2 separate regions of the Zea mays genome follow, and region 1 is linked to region 2. A link is a contact called in public Hi-C data. All regions are on one chromosome and are shown on one strand. Each heading gives the region's core, a stretch centred on a gene start, on an enhancer-like site or on the middle of the called end of the contact. The rest is flanking DNA. Distances are from core to core; before and after follow the strand shown. Region 1 has its middle 70 kb from the start of LOC103632738. Region 2 has its middle 62 kb from the start of LOC100193910.

Region 1 (5,969 bases), core at 1,399-3,898, 140 kb after region 2:
CTACTCCTAAGATACTAAGATAAATAGTGTAAATAGATTGGTTCGATTAGATTGTGTGTTATCAATCGATCGTACCCCTTCATATATATAGGGAGGAGGCCTAGACCCATTTTAGGTGAAATCCAATAGATTTCTACGAGTTTGTTAGGATAACCACGAATGGGACAAGGACTTTAGCCTGAATTAATCTAATTGCGGACTATGTGGATCACAAGATGACCTGACCGTCCGATCGTTCAGATACAAATTTGGTGTTAACATTTGGTCTTCACTCCAAATCAACATCTGCAAGAACAGTAAAACCTTGTTGCGTGCTATAGGGAGAAAAAGAGGGTTCGTACTTCGTACTCATCTTGGAGTAAAAACCGACAAATTTTGCCATCTGTGAAGGGAAAGAGACCTGCTGAAAGCGACGAGGGAAACGTTGCTTGTTGCATATCCAGACGGGAAAAGAACGGGTAGGAGTAGGATCGGTTTTCACGGATTTGGTGAAAAGAAAAGTTCACGACGCTGGAGAAGAAAAATAAATGGACACCTCGATGAAGAGAAATCCTTGTTCGCTTGGCTTTAGGCTCCCTCTTCATGAATTGCAGCTGTAATGGTCCGAACAGTTGGTTTTAATCCAAAATGAACACTATGTTTTTCTAGAAACACCAAAAGTAAAACCAAAAAGTTCACGGGCGCGGTTGTAAAACAGTTCAGGGTACAAACATCTGACTGCTACGACACCGTGTTTTCCAGAAACACCAACCGTTGAAACGGCGCGTGAAATGGCTCGACTGCTCGCATCAACAACAGTTAATAAGTACAGCCGGAGCATCGCTGAGCCCTTAACCATGTCAGAGCCGTCCCGTTCATGCTGCAGCAAATCCAATCATTCGGAGCTGGCCGGGTTCGCGCCGCCGGTCCCGGAAATATAATTGTCTAGAGCCCCACTTAATTAGGCGCTATTCAGCGGAGCTGAGTACAATGGCAGCGTATGCTTGGCTGCCCCCACGTACCTAACGCCCGGCCCAACGACGAGCAGCTGTAGCCTGCAGTAGCTCAGTGAGTGCGTAGGCAGCACGCAGCAGGCAAGCAAGACGAAAGAGGGAGCCTGGATTTCAGTGGCCCCCGCCCCCATGCTTGTTGGTGGCTCGGATACCGCCGCCGGAAGTGGACGGTGAGCGCGAGGTTTTCGAGCTGAGGGCCATGCATATGCGCGCACGGCCGTCGCCAAAGAGGGGCGCGGACGGCACGTACGTAGCAGGGGGGGGGGGGGGGGGGAGGGTGTAAGATACGATCGAATCGATCTAGCACTCTAGTTCAGCTACTTTCTTGCATTGTGTCGCTTTCCAGCCATGGATGGGGCCGCGCGATGTGCACAGGTGAAAAAAAGGGGTTCCTTCCTCGCTTTGGAGAGCAACGATGCTAAGCAAACTCTGTGCCGCCGGAGGAGCGTGGACGTACCTCGTCACGCAGAGGGCCAGAGGCAGAGCCGAATATTGCAGCAGCCTTGCGGGCGATAAGAAGATCACACGCGACGGAAAGCGGGGGCCGAAAGCAGCGTGGGCGTCGTCGGCCGAGAAGGATGTACGGTCACGGTCAGCGTTCTCGTCGTCGTCGGCTGTCTCTATTTTGCGCGGTGTGGGTGTGGCCGCGTGGGAACGGGAGGCGCCGAGACGGCCGTCGTCGAGATGGATACATGCATGCATTTGGGCTTCTGCGTACATTTTGGTTCGGCTGCTGCTTGTCGCGGTGCGGCCGTCGTCGGCGCGCGCGGGAACGCGCCGCCGACTTTGCTACGCACTAGCACCTCGTCGTCGTCGGCGGCGGTTGGTTACGTTCTCTTGTCATGCTTTTCCGTCCCGGCGCTTGATTGACTCTTCTGCTGCGGACCGCGTCATCGTCATGGGATGGGAACGAAGCAAGGCCAGCTAAGGTCGTTCCTCCAGAAAAAAATAAAATAATGTTCTCTGCTGAGTTGAGATGATGTCAGGGTAGGCATCGGTTACAGATTCGCTGATGCACACTGCAACCGAATAAGAGGTTTGCTGTTACTTTTATGCCTCCTCGAGTAGTTGTGTCTGTGTACCCCACGGACGAATCTAAGTTTAGGTGGAACAAATTATATCGATTGAGGAGGCTGTTAGAAAGTATTTTACATTATTTACTTGGTGATCAGCTAAAAAAATTAGTAGTTTTTTTTTTGAAATTTGGGGAGGATTAGGGATTTAAGAGCATGCTCGATCTCGGAGCGGTTCGTCACTAGCGTCGGCCCGGGGTCGAGCAGTGCCTTTTGGTGATGAATATACAACGATTTGTAATTTAGGTTATTTAGAATGATGATTCAATGTTTCATATTTATATGCTATTAACTTATTATAAAATATAATAATAATGGTTAAAGTGCATCTCACGAGCTGAGTCAGTTTTTTTTTTCCAGCTCGTTGAATGGACGAACTAAACCGAGTTTGGAGCTCGTTTCTAACCCTATCTGTAAGTGTCGGTACTGGGCCGGAAGCTAGCCTCTTTGAAAGATGACGTATTTTTGCTCCGGGGAAAAGGAGAAGATGGCCGATGTGACTGGTGAAGCCCATTGCAGGCTCGCAAAGTCGCAACGCCAGATATGAGAGACCCTAAACCTTCTCTGTCTCCTGGATACTTTTGGGCTTCTGCACAGGCCCATTAACGTGAAAGAAATTGACATTTTATGGATCAGGCTCGTATATGGTACATTAGGCCTCCTTCGTCGTTTGCACTTCGATGTGATAATTTTCCAATGTGAAATGTGCACTGTCACTTGTTCACGTGAATTTCGATTTCGTCTGGAAGCTCAGTTTTTATTTATAAGAACTTGTTGAGCACTATATTTGATAGTGGCAACGAATGGACGGGTCCGGCCATGTGGTTCGAATGGTACGTATCGGGCGGACTGCAAATGTAGCTCGAACGATCCACAAATAGATTAAATAAAGTGAGAGTCCTTGTCTTGCACGTGTTTATCCAACTAAGCACGTAAGCATCGATTGGGATAGGTCTAGAAATAGGTCCAGACCTCTTTCTATATATAAAGGGAACAACCGATTGAAACACAATACATTCGAACCAATCAATCTATTATCATTGCCTTTAACAGTAGTAATTAATCTTTTTCATCCCTAATCTTCACTACTCTTCGACTCTACCGTCTAGAGGCATCTTAGGTGGCATGCTGACCACAAGACAGCTCTGGAATCTTTCTTCCCTGACGGGTCGCCTCCGAGGGTGACAGACTCTACCAGCAGTACAACTGAGCCCACGTACCAGATATTAAATCAAGAATAACAAATATTACACTTTATTTTAGTCAAAAGACTAAAAAGGTATGAGTTGAAAAAGAGCTCGACCTCTTCTTTTAATAGGTCGCTCGGTCGTTCGTCCTACTGCAGCTAGCGAGGTGATACTAAGTGTAAGCGCTGCGCTGTGTAATTTCCTGTCATGTTATATTTGGATGGTTTTTCATGGTTTATCTGTGTAGTAACGACACACTAGTAGACGAGAAGAGATGGAAAAGAACATATCTAATTTCACATGTGTGAGGTAACGATCACTGAAAGACGAGAAGCTAGAATAAGAATAGGTTTGCGCTTTGCGGATGACACACAAAACTAATTTTTATAGGAGTAGAGACATGGCAGACGTGGTGCCCTACATCCGTGCGCACGAACGCGTAAGTGGCAGCGCTATCCCACTACGACTTTGTTTAGTACTCTAATATTCACCCGATACATATGTATTGAAGTGGATTGAGTGTAAATTAACCTAATTTTCACTCCAATCCACCTTAGGCCTTGTTCATTTCACTGTTAATCCATCTGGATTGGGTGATATTGAGTCGTATAGATGTCCAAACAGTGCGGGCCGCCCGTTTGGCCCGTGGCACGACACGAATTTAGCCCGATCCAAACATGGCCCGACACGGTCGGTTACGGGCCCGGGCCGGCACGACCCGTTTAGCGGGCCGGGTATGGGCAGATACGGCGGCCCGCGTGCTTTGGCCCGGCCCGGCCCGATAAATGGGTCGGCCCGACGGTGGCCCGCATATTTATGTAAATATTAAATATGTAAATACATTTAATTCTTTCATAGTATGTAAATACTAAATACGCGGCCAAACATATATAAAATGCATACATAAATATTTTGTTGTCTTAATATATATAAATAATATGCTATTATATATATTAATTCTGTTAAATATATGTATTTATATACCGTTCTACTGTTGGTTCGGGCCAGTGCCCGGTCCGGTCCGTTGAGGCCCACCGGGCCAACGGGCCGGCCCGGCACGATTTTTCCCTGTGCGTGCCGGGTTTGGGCATGTCCTTAGGCACGTGGGCCAGCCCGACCTGGCCCGAAGCATCAACGGGCCGTGCTTGGCCAGGCCCTATTCGTACCGGGCCGAAACGGGTTCGGGCCGGGTCCGTGCCGGGTGGCCTGTTTGGACATCTATATTGAGTCGGTTTAAATCCATAGCAAGTCAAAATACATCCATATCTATTCCAATACATTCCAATCAATATAGAATTGACGGAACGATTGAGGTGAATACTATAGTATCCAAACAAGACCTTGGAACAAGCTCCGTACTACGCTCAGCATGCATCAGCTCAGCGTCCGAAGACTCGGACAAAACAACAGCTATCTGCTGTCCAGTTTATGACTGACGAAACTGGAGAACGAGACATAGCTATCCAGTGAGCAGACAGGTTACATTTGACACACAGAACCTTGTAGGTTGCGAAGTCACATAGACAATGCAATAGTATGAGCCGGGAAGTCTCTGGCGTACCTCGTATTGCCATTCGTTGTGCAGTGCCCGTCCATGTTTTTGCTAATTGTAAAACCACAGGAAAACCCACAAAAAAAGGAGATCACCATTCACCAGTCCCGGTGTCCAGTCGTTATATTTCTTTCATTTCTCATGTGCACAGTATCAAGCTATATCATTCATTTACTACTGCAATTTAAGTCAAGTGCACAGTATCAAGCTATATTTCTTTCATTTTCATGTGCACAGTATCAAGCCATATATCATGTTCAGTCGCTATACAAACAACAACAATTCAAAAGAAAAAAAAGAGAGAGAAGATGTTGTCGTCCCCGCCAGGCTACAGCTAGCCCTAGGATAAAAACAAGCGGCGGGCCCCGGGCACGCAACCCTCGTTCGTTGGGCTCATTCGGCTGCTGACGGTCGATCCGGCCAGGACGCAGAAGCTGCCTTGGAGTTGGCGTGGCGATCGCCGTCGTCGCCCGTCGGCATCCCAGGCCGCGGCCTGCCACGTGCCCCGTCCGTACGTCGAGCTTGGAACGGGCGGCGAGAGGGAAGCGCATTTAAAGGCGGGAGAGCGAAGTGGCAACTGGCAGTGGCAAGTCAAGTGTTCCGGTGTCCCAGTACGGAGATGGACTTTTCTTCTCCTCGCATGAGTAATGCGGCCAGCAGGAGGTGCGGGTTGTTCTAGACGATGGATCGAGCGGGACACCGTACCGCCGCGCGTCATCGTCGCCGGACGCCGGTCGATTTCGATGCGGCGAGATAGGGGCTCGCTCGTTGAATTGCCTGAACGCGATTGGTAGTAGGATACAGATACACGCAGCGTTGCAGTTTGTGAGCGTAGCTGGCTTGGTTTGCTGCTACGTCGCTGCGTCAGCAAGCGACCTGGGCTCGCTGCCAAGCCGCCCCCACTAACTCCAACAGAGCCAAGTTGCTTCGCCATCTCCATGCATGCACCCTTTTCGATGGTGCTCACTTTATCAGCAGACCACAGCTTGCCACAAACCGATGGCCGAGTGATCATACGCAGACAACACACACAGTTTGTCAGTTTCCTAGCTCATCCTTGTCGATCGTCCAGAGACTTCCTCGCCATGTCTCTTCTCCCCCCTACGTGTCGTACTACACCCAACTTACTTGGCTGCAAATGGAGTCGTTGCTCTCCGCACGCAGG
Region 2 (6,808 bases), core at 3,981-6,480:
AAACTAGGCCACAATTAAATCCCTAGAGCAAAACCTATGCAAATAATCAATTCACAATGTACAAACTAGGTTTAGTCTAAGTGTTGCTATCTCTACCGTGAAAGTTAAGTTTCAATCTAAACAATCTAACTAGAAAGACAAGATTGAAACTTAAATGCTTAATGTAAATGCGGAAGCTAAAGAGAAGGTAGAGATGTAAACTCTTGTGGATGACGCTGGAATTTTTACAGAGGTAACCGGAACCACGCAAGGTCCCGACTAATCCTTGTTGGTGCCCCTACTCAAAGGGAAGCCCACGCGAGGGCCAAGCACCTCGGCCGAGTAACTCCATAGAGAGTCGCGGTCCTTCTCCACGCGCAAGTGGTGCTCCGCTTCTGACTCCTCTCGGACGCTCCCCGTCGTCTCCACTATCGAGCTTCCAGCCAAAAACGCTACGGGCCTCGTTCCCTCAGGTACATGGTGGCGGCCGTGACACAAACGCGGTTGTCACGGTCTCGCAAGACTCTTGCCCCACTCGGTACAATTACAATGGCTCGCGCAAGAGTCGAGGGGTTGTGTGGTTTATCTAAACTCACTCAACTAACTAGGATTCACCTAGAGCAAGCGCTAGAGCGGTCTAACTAACCTAAGCACTTCGCAAAGCACCTACGCTAATCACCGAGTGATTCTATTAAGCACTTGGGTGTATGAGGTCTTGGAAATGTGAACTATGTGCCTTGGTATGTCTCTTGGGCTCCCACACCTCCAAATGGCCGGTTGGGTGAAGTATATATAGGCCCCAACTCAAATATAGCCGTTGGAAAGCAGTTCTGTAGCTTTCTTCGGCGCACCGGATAGGTGCACCGGACTGTCTGGTGGTGCACCGGACATGGCACGTGTACTAGCTATTAAAGGTAGCCGTTGGAACTTCTGAAGATGGCGCACCGGACGGTCCGATGTGCACCAGACAACCCATGCTCGCTTGTCATATTTTGGCCATAACTTTTTAACTCCAAACTCCGATTTTCAATGATCTTGTACTTTTTGGAAAGCTTATGAAATTCTATACATCCCAGAGTTGAAGCCATACAAGTTTGAGCAAATTTGCACACCGGACAGTCCGGTGTGAAACGGACATCCCATATGCTACTGCATTTTTTAAGCAATTCCGACTTCATATTATGGGCATAACTTTTAGCTCTGAACTCCAATTTTGATGATCTTTGACTTTTTGGAAAGCTTATAAAATTATCTACATCTCAGAGTTGAAGCCATGTCACTTTGAGTAGATTTGATTTTGTGAAACACTTCCAATTCAGTCAGCCCTTCCTCTCAACTTTGTCAACTTCACTTTTGTTTTGCATCTTTGTATCTCACTTCTACTTCTTGATGTGTTGGACTCTTAGCATGTATAAAGTGTCTTCATTATGACTTTGTAATGTCTTATATGGGTCTTATAATGTCTTCTTTGAGGTGTTGCATCCTTAGAGCCTCAGTCCAATCCACTTCGCATCATGTGAACTACAACACAAAAACACTTGGGAAATACATTAGTCCACAGGTTGTGTTGATCATCAAACAACAAAACCTATTGAGCTAAATGGCCTGAGGTCCATTTTCCTTAGAAGAGTGCAATCCGTTTGGCGGATAATCCTGTTGAACACAGCCGCACTAAGCACATAGACATCCGACATCACTTTCTGAGAGGCCACCAACAAAGGGGAGATATCGATATTTATCATATTAGCACCGAGAACCAGCTAGCTGACATCTTCACCAAGCCTTTAGATGAGAAAAGGTTTTGCATGTTGCGTAGTGAGCTAAATGTCTTGGATTCGTGGAACTTGGATTGATCTACAACATACATGTGTTTTATGCCTTTGATCATGTAACTTTGAGCATTACTATCTTTACTTTCTTATTTTTTGGTGCTCAAGTTGTACATGTCATCCTCGGACCTCACAAGTCCTTATGCAAATGATGCAGATGTTTAGGGGGAGGATGTATAACAACTTTATCCTTTGCGACTAATGTGTTTGCTTGAGTAATATTAATCTAGTCTCAAAGATGGAATTGAAAGGAAAAAGATGGGCTTGGACAAAGAAGGGGCTTCCACTGCATTCTAGTATCAATGTATCTTGTCCTGGGTCCCTATCTATGTTTTCTCATTGCCTTTGGTTTTACTTGTGATTTGTGTAAGGAACTGGGGTTAAGGGGCCAAATAGTTCTTCTATTTTGGTGCTTAATGCCAAAGGGCGAGAAATTATGTGACAGAACCTCCCAAGGTATTAGGCCCACCTATAGATGTCCTTGTCCTAAGGTCCTCAGACAGTCATGCAGGTGCGCATAATAACTCGGCAAGTTCGGTTATCTGTATCTTCATCATATCGCCCAGGAGCGCTTAACCCATCACACAGATATTACACATAATCAGAGTAGAGAATGAGCGAAAAGGATTACAATAATATACTTTACATTCATATAAAATTATAGAAAGAGTAGTTATTACATAACCGGGTGTTCGAGTGTGGCACTTATTATTACATTACTGGGAGGCAAAACACCCTCCCCAAATAAGTCTAGCGTTCTTCCTTTTGCTTGGGCACCACCTTGGAGCAGAAACAACAGAACTCAGCTCTTTCATCACCTACAACAAGATGGGTTTGAAAACCCTCAGTACGGAGTGTACTTTTGCAAGTCTTACCCGTCAAAGGAAAAGACTCTCAAGGATATGCTGGCCTTTGGGATTCAAGGTAAAGTTTATCACGATTCAAAGACTCTGTTTGCAGAAAAGCTTACTATGAGTGGATCTTTAAAAATCTATTTTTATTAATAGGTTAAGTAGTTATCTGCATCTAGAATTCTTTCTATCCTAGATCAAGCACTTGGCCTATATATACTAGCCGTCTTTTATCGACCCTTCAGTTCACTTGATTGCTACGTGTAAGTCAATGACCAAGTCTTCATGTCCGAGAAGTAACGACGAACAGAATCGATTAATACCCAGCTGGGGATCTCCAACCACACGAAATATGTAGCACTTAACCCTTGCATATGTCAACTCGCCACCGGGTTTCTCAAGACAAGAATGGGTTCATGCCAACCGAGAGCACAGATACACCACCGCCCAGCATCTTGCCACAGAGGGTACATGCTACTCTCGCCATCTCTCCACTCCCATTGCGTGGTGGCCTTTCTGCTATTGGTCCGACCGAAGCAAAGCTTACCCATGACGAGGCATGTGGCCAGATAAAAGGTCCTCGATCATCAAGCCTACATCGGTTTGGTCCTTAATCGACTTAGATGGAGACACTACACCGAGACACCCTTCTCATGAAAGTCACCCGCCCGGTCTCGTTTTTATCATTTAAAACCCAAAGTTTGGTACCTGACAGAGGTACTTCTTTTCAGATGTGGAACCCATCACGGCCATGACGGATTCATCATCATAAGTATTTTCTTTGTAAAAATCCCCATCCAATATGAAGCATCACCTTTTGTTTTAAAACAAAACATTTTGTTTTTCTAAAGCAAGGCTAAGCATCATAAAAATCCTTTTCATAACAGGGTATCAAGGGATGGTAATCAATTTTTCATGGAAGGAAATGCATCAATTGTTTATCACACAACTCCTATCACCTAATGCATCAAACAAGGTGATAAAGATTTTAAATCAACAATGAAAGGGATAATGCACCGGGGCTTGCCTTGCGTTGCAAGAGGTTCCGGGTCTACTCCACAGATGTCGAAGTAGAAGTTGTTATCGGCTGGAGGTTTCTCAGCTTGAGTGACAACTTCTTCAACCACAGTTTCTTCCTCGTTTTCTATACATGACAATACATGTACATGAATGTTTATGTGATGTCATGAATATGCAGTTACATAATAGAAACATACTAAGTTGTATCTTGAATACAACTTTCCTTCACGGTATACACTAATCACTAGGGTTTCCTAAGTTGGTATTCTATTAGTGTTAAGTAAATTAACTCTAGGAGGCTAGTTATTGGGGTTGTGACCAAACAGTGTCCGAATCATTTCAAACTTCACCCAAGGTTTTCAATCATCATACTAAGCCTACCCAAAAAGTTATACCATTTTTGGAGCTACTAAATTATTTCTAAAACTCTAAAAGGCTTGGTTTGAGCATTTTTAAATGCTACATAATTATAGGTTTGGAATAAAAATCTTGGAACTATTTTTTATTAAATACTAGATAATTTTAGGAGTCTAGCAAAATTTGTTTCATAATTTTATCATTTTTCTACTATTTCTACACATTTCCTAATCTGCCAGCAAAAAGAAAAAGAGAAACAATGAATAATGTTGGGCTCAATTCAGCCCAAGTCGGCCCGCGAACAGGGAAAACACGTAAGCGCCCACGCTGGCGAATTTGCGCAGAGACCCTCGACCTATTAAATAAACCGTAAAGAGTCCCTAAGCACTATTCATATGTTTCTCTGACCATTGCACTTAAGCCCCTGCATTTCTATTCCTTCACACATCAAGTCCCTGGCGACGGCACGCCAAGCACATGGTCGGAGCCGTGCATACCCATTGTCGAGGACGTGCTCCGATGGTGCCGAGCATGCGGACACCCTCAGGGATGTAACTCGAGCCTATTCACGCGCTTAATTTGGTCAGAGCACCCTTAACTCAGCTACCCGCGGTGGCAGTGGAACCGGATCACCGGCGTGACTTTACCGGTGCACCCGAGCCGGTCTAGCTAAATCCAAGGATGCGGAAGGACTGAGTGGCTTACTATGGTTATGGTTCTTGCGCAAACTTGGACGGAAACTACCCGGAACGGCCGGTCTACGTGAGCTATGTCCGCGGCGGCGTTCTCGGACAGTACCATCGCCCGTTCTCTACACTATGGCACGGTAGCGTTCAATCAGTCGAGACCAAGAGCTGTCCTAGCGTCAAAGGATGCATAAACGCAAATGAGAGGGACATGAACGGACCTGCAGATGGCTGGCCACGGCGCGAGGTCACACGGCGGCGTTCTTGGCCGATTTGGGGGAAATTCCAAATTCGGGGGCTGTGTTGGCTAATCGGGAGCGAGGAACGGTGCACTAGCTTCGTAACAAGATAGCGGAGCAGGCCGAACACTCAATTTATAGAGGGCGACCATGAGTACGACGAATTTGGACGGAGAAGAGCTTGCGGTGATGAGAGAATGAGTCACCAGAGTTTATCTGTCGTGATGCTCACTGGGGCAAAGGCTCGAGATAGTAGTTGGCCGTTCATCATGACTTACTGTGACGTGGTACTATGGCATGTAGCGTGGCAGACTCCAGTAAACGGCGGTCACGACGGTGGTGGTCACGCGGCCACATTGGCGGGCAAGTGGGTACCATGAGGTCGGCTCGATCCACTCCCCGCCGATCTTTTCACGTCCGCGGTAATATCCTTCCTAATCCCCACACGAATCACTACGACCAGCGAATCCTGACGCGGAGATCACCTGCAGCGAGATACACTGCACCTGCGATTTTGTTCAGTTACTGTACCATGCGATCCTCATCAGTGCGCCTGACAGAGCGAATTGAAGGGTTTCGTTCTCCAATTTTCATGTGACAACTCACTAATCCTACTACAACAAAGTTGTTGCCTAATATACCAGTTTTAACTTTGTTATAGGGTGCTTGATTAGATACTCATCGAATCATGCGCAATTCGATCTCAAAGTTCATCAGAATACACTGCCAGTCAAGTTTCAGCATCTAATGTGACTGATAGTCCAACTTCAGGTCCATTTTTCTCCAATTTCCAGGTAGCTCTAGGGCTAGATCACTTAATCAAACTAGAAATACTAAAATAGCTCTATAAGTTTGTTGTAATGACCCATGGCAAAATCACCATGGTTTAAGAGATAATAGGATCTGAACTTAGCCTGATATCACTAGTTTCAGAGCTAACCATATGAGCGCCTTTGAGACTTTTTGCAATTTACTCCAAATTGTTCCACAAAACTTGCAAATCTCCAAATGTAAAAGTTGCTTAATTTTTGATACTCTACCACTTTGACATAGGCACTTTGGTCCAAAAGTGTAGAAGGCTTTTTACTTGGTTATGACTCAAACACAAGGGCATATAGAGTCTTCAACAAATCCACTGGATTAGTTGAAGTTTCTTGTGACATTGTGTTTGATGAGACTAATGGCTCCCAAGTGGAGCAAGTTGATCTTGATGAGCTAGATGATGAAGAGGCTCCGTGCATCACACTAAGGAACATGTCCATTGGGGATATGTGTCCTAAGGAAGACGAAGAGGCCACACAAGCACAAGATCAACCGTCATCTTCCAATCAAGCATCTCCAACAACTCAAGACAAGGATCAGGCTCAAGGTGTTGAAGAAGAAGATCAAGAAGATGAGCCACCTCAAGAAGAGGTCAATGATCAAGGGGGAGATGAAGATAATCAAGACAAGAAAGATGAGCAAGAAATTTAGGGTCAAAGACTACCACACCCAAGAGTCCATCAAGCAATTCAACGAGATCACTGTAACACCCCAGGTGTTACTTAGGGTGTTCAACCAAGGCTACACTATTAAACCTATCATCACATGTGGTTTAGTTTGAGCAAAGTGCCCCAAACTTGGAGATCAAGATCCTAAGTAAGTGTAACCCATCTTAGATGTCATGCCTTGGCTTATTATGCAAGTATAGAGGGGAGAATTGCCCAAACCCTAATGCAAACCCCTTTGGACAATGGGAACCCTAGAAGTAAGTATGACCAAAGGGTTATGAAAACCACATGATCATGACTTGGGCTAATTATAAAAGTTGTAGTACACTTAATACCCTACAAATAATAGTAAGAAAG

Evidence for each region. A called contact is a pair of places that touch in the nucleus more often than the background predicts.
Region 1: a Hi-C map of bundle sheath shows a contact between it and region 2, with 3 times the contacts expected there. The contact joins two enhancer-like sites. A contact is called at or near these places in 4 of 25 Hi-C or Micro-C datasets (bundle sheath, leaf and tassel).

The regions. Positions count from the first base shown.
Region 1 is chr7:116,851,048-116,857,016 of Zm-B73-REFERENCE-NAM-5.0, forward strand. No RefSeq gene overlaps it. Among protein-coding and RNA genes, the nearest start is that of LOC103632738, 70 kb to the left of the region's middle. Within about 2 kb of position 2,649, at least 18 of the 20 cell types and tissues checked have an H3K27ac peak or open chromatin away from gene starts, as enhancers often do. A contact at or near this core is called in bundle sheath, leaf and tassel, where this site is marked.
Region 2 is chr7:116,712,876-116,719,683 of Zm-B73-REFERENCE-NAM-5.0, forward strand. No RefSeq gene overlaps it. Among protein-coding and RNA genes, the nearest start is that of LOC100193910, 62 kb to the left of the region's middle. Within about 2 kb of position 5,231, at least 19 of the 20 cell types and tissues checked have an H3K27ac peak or open chromatin away from gene starts, as enhancers often do. A contact at or near this core is called in bundle sheath, leaf and tassel, where this site is marked.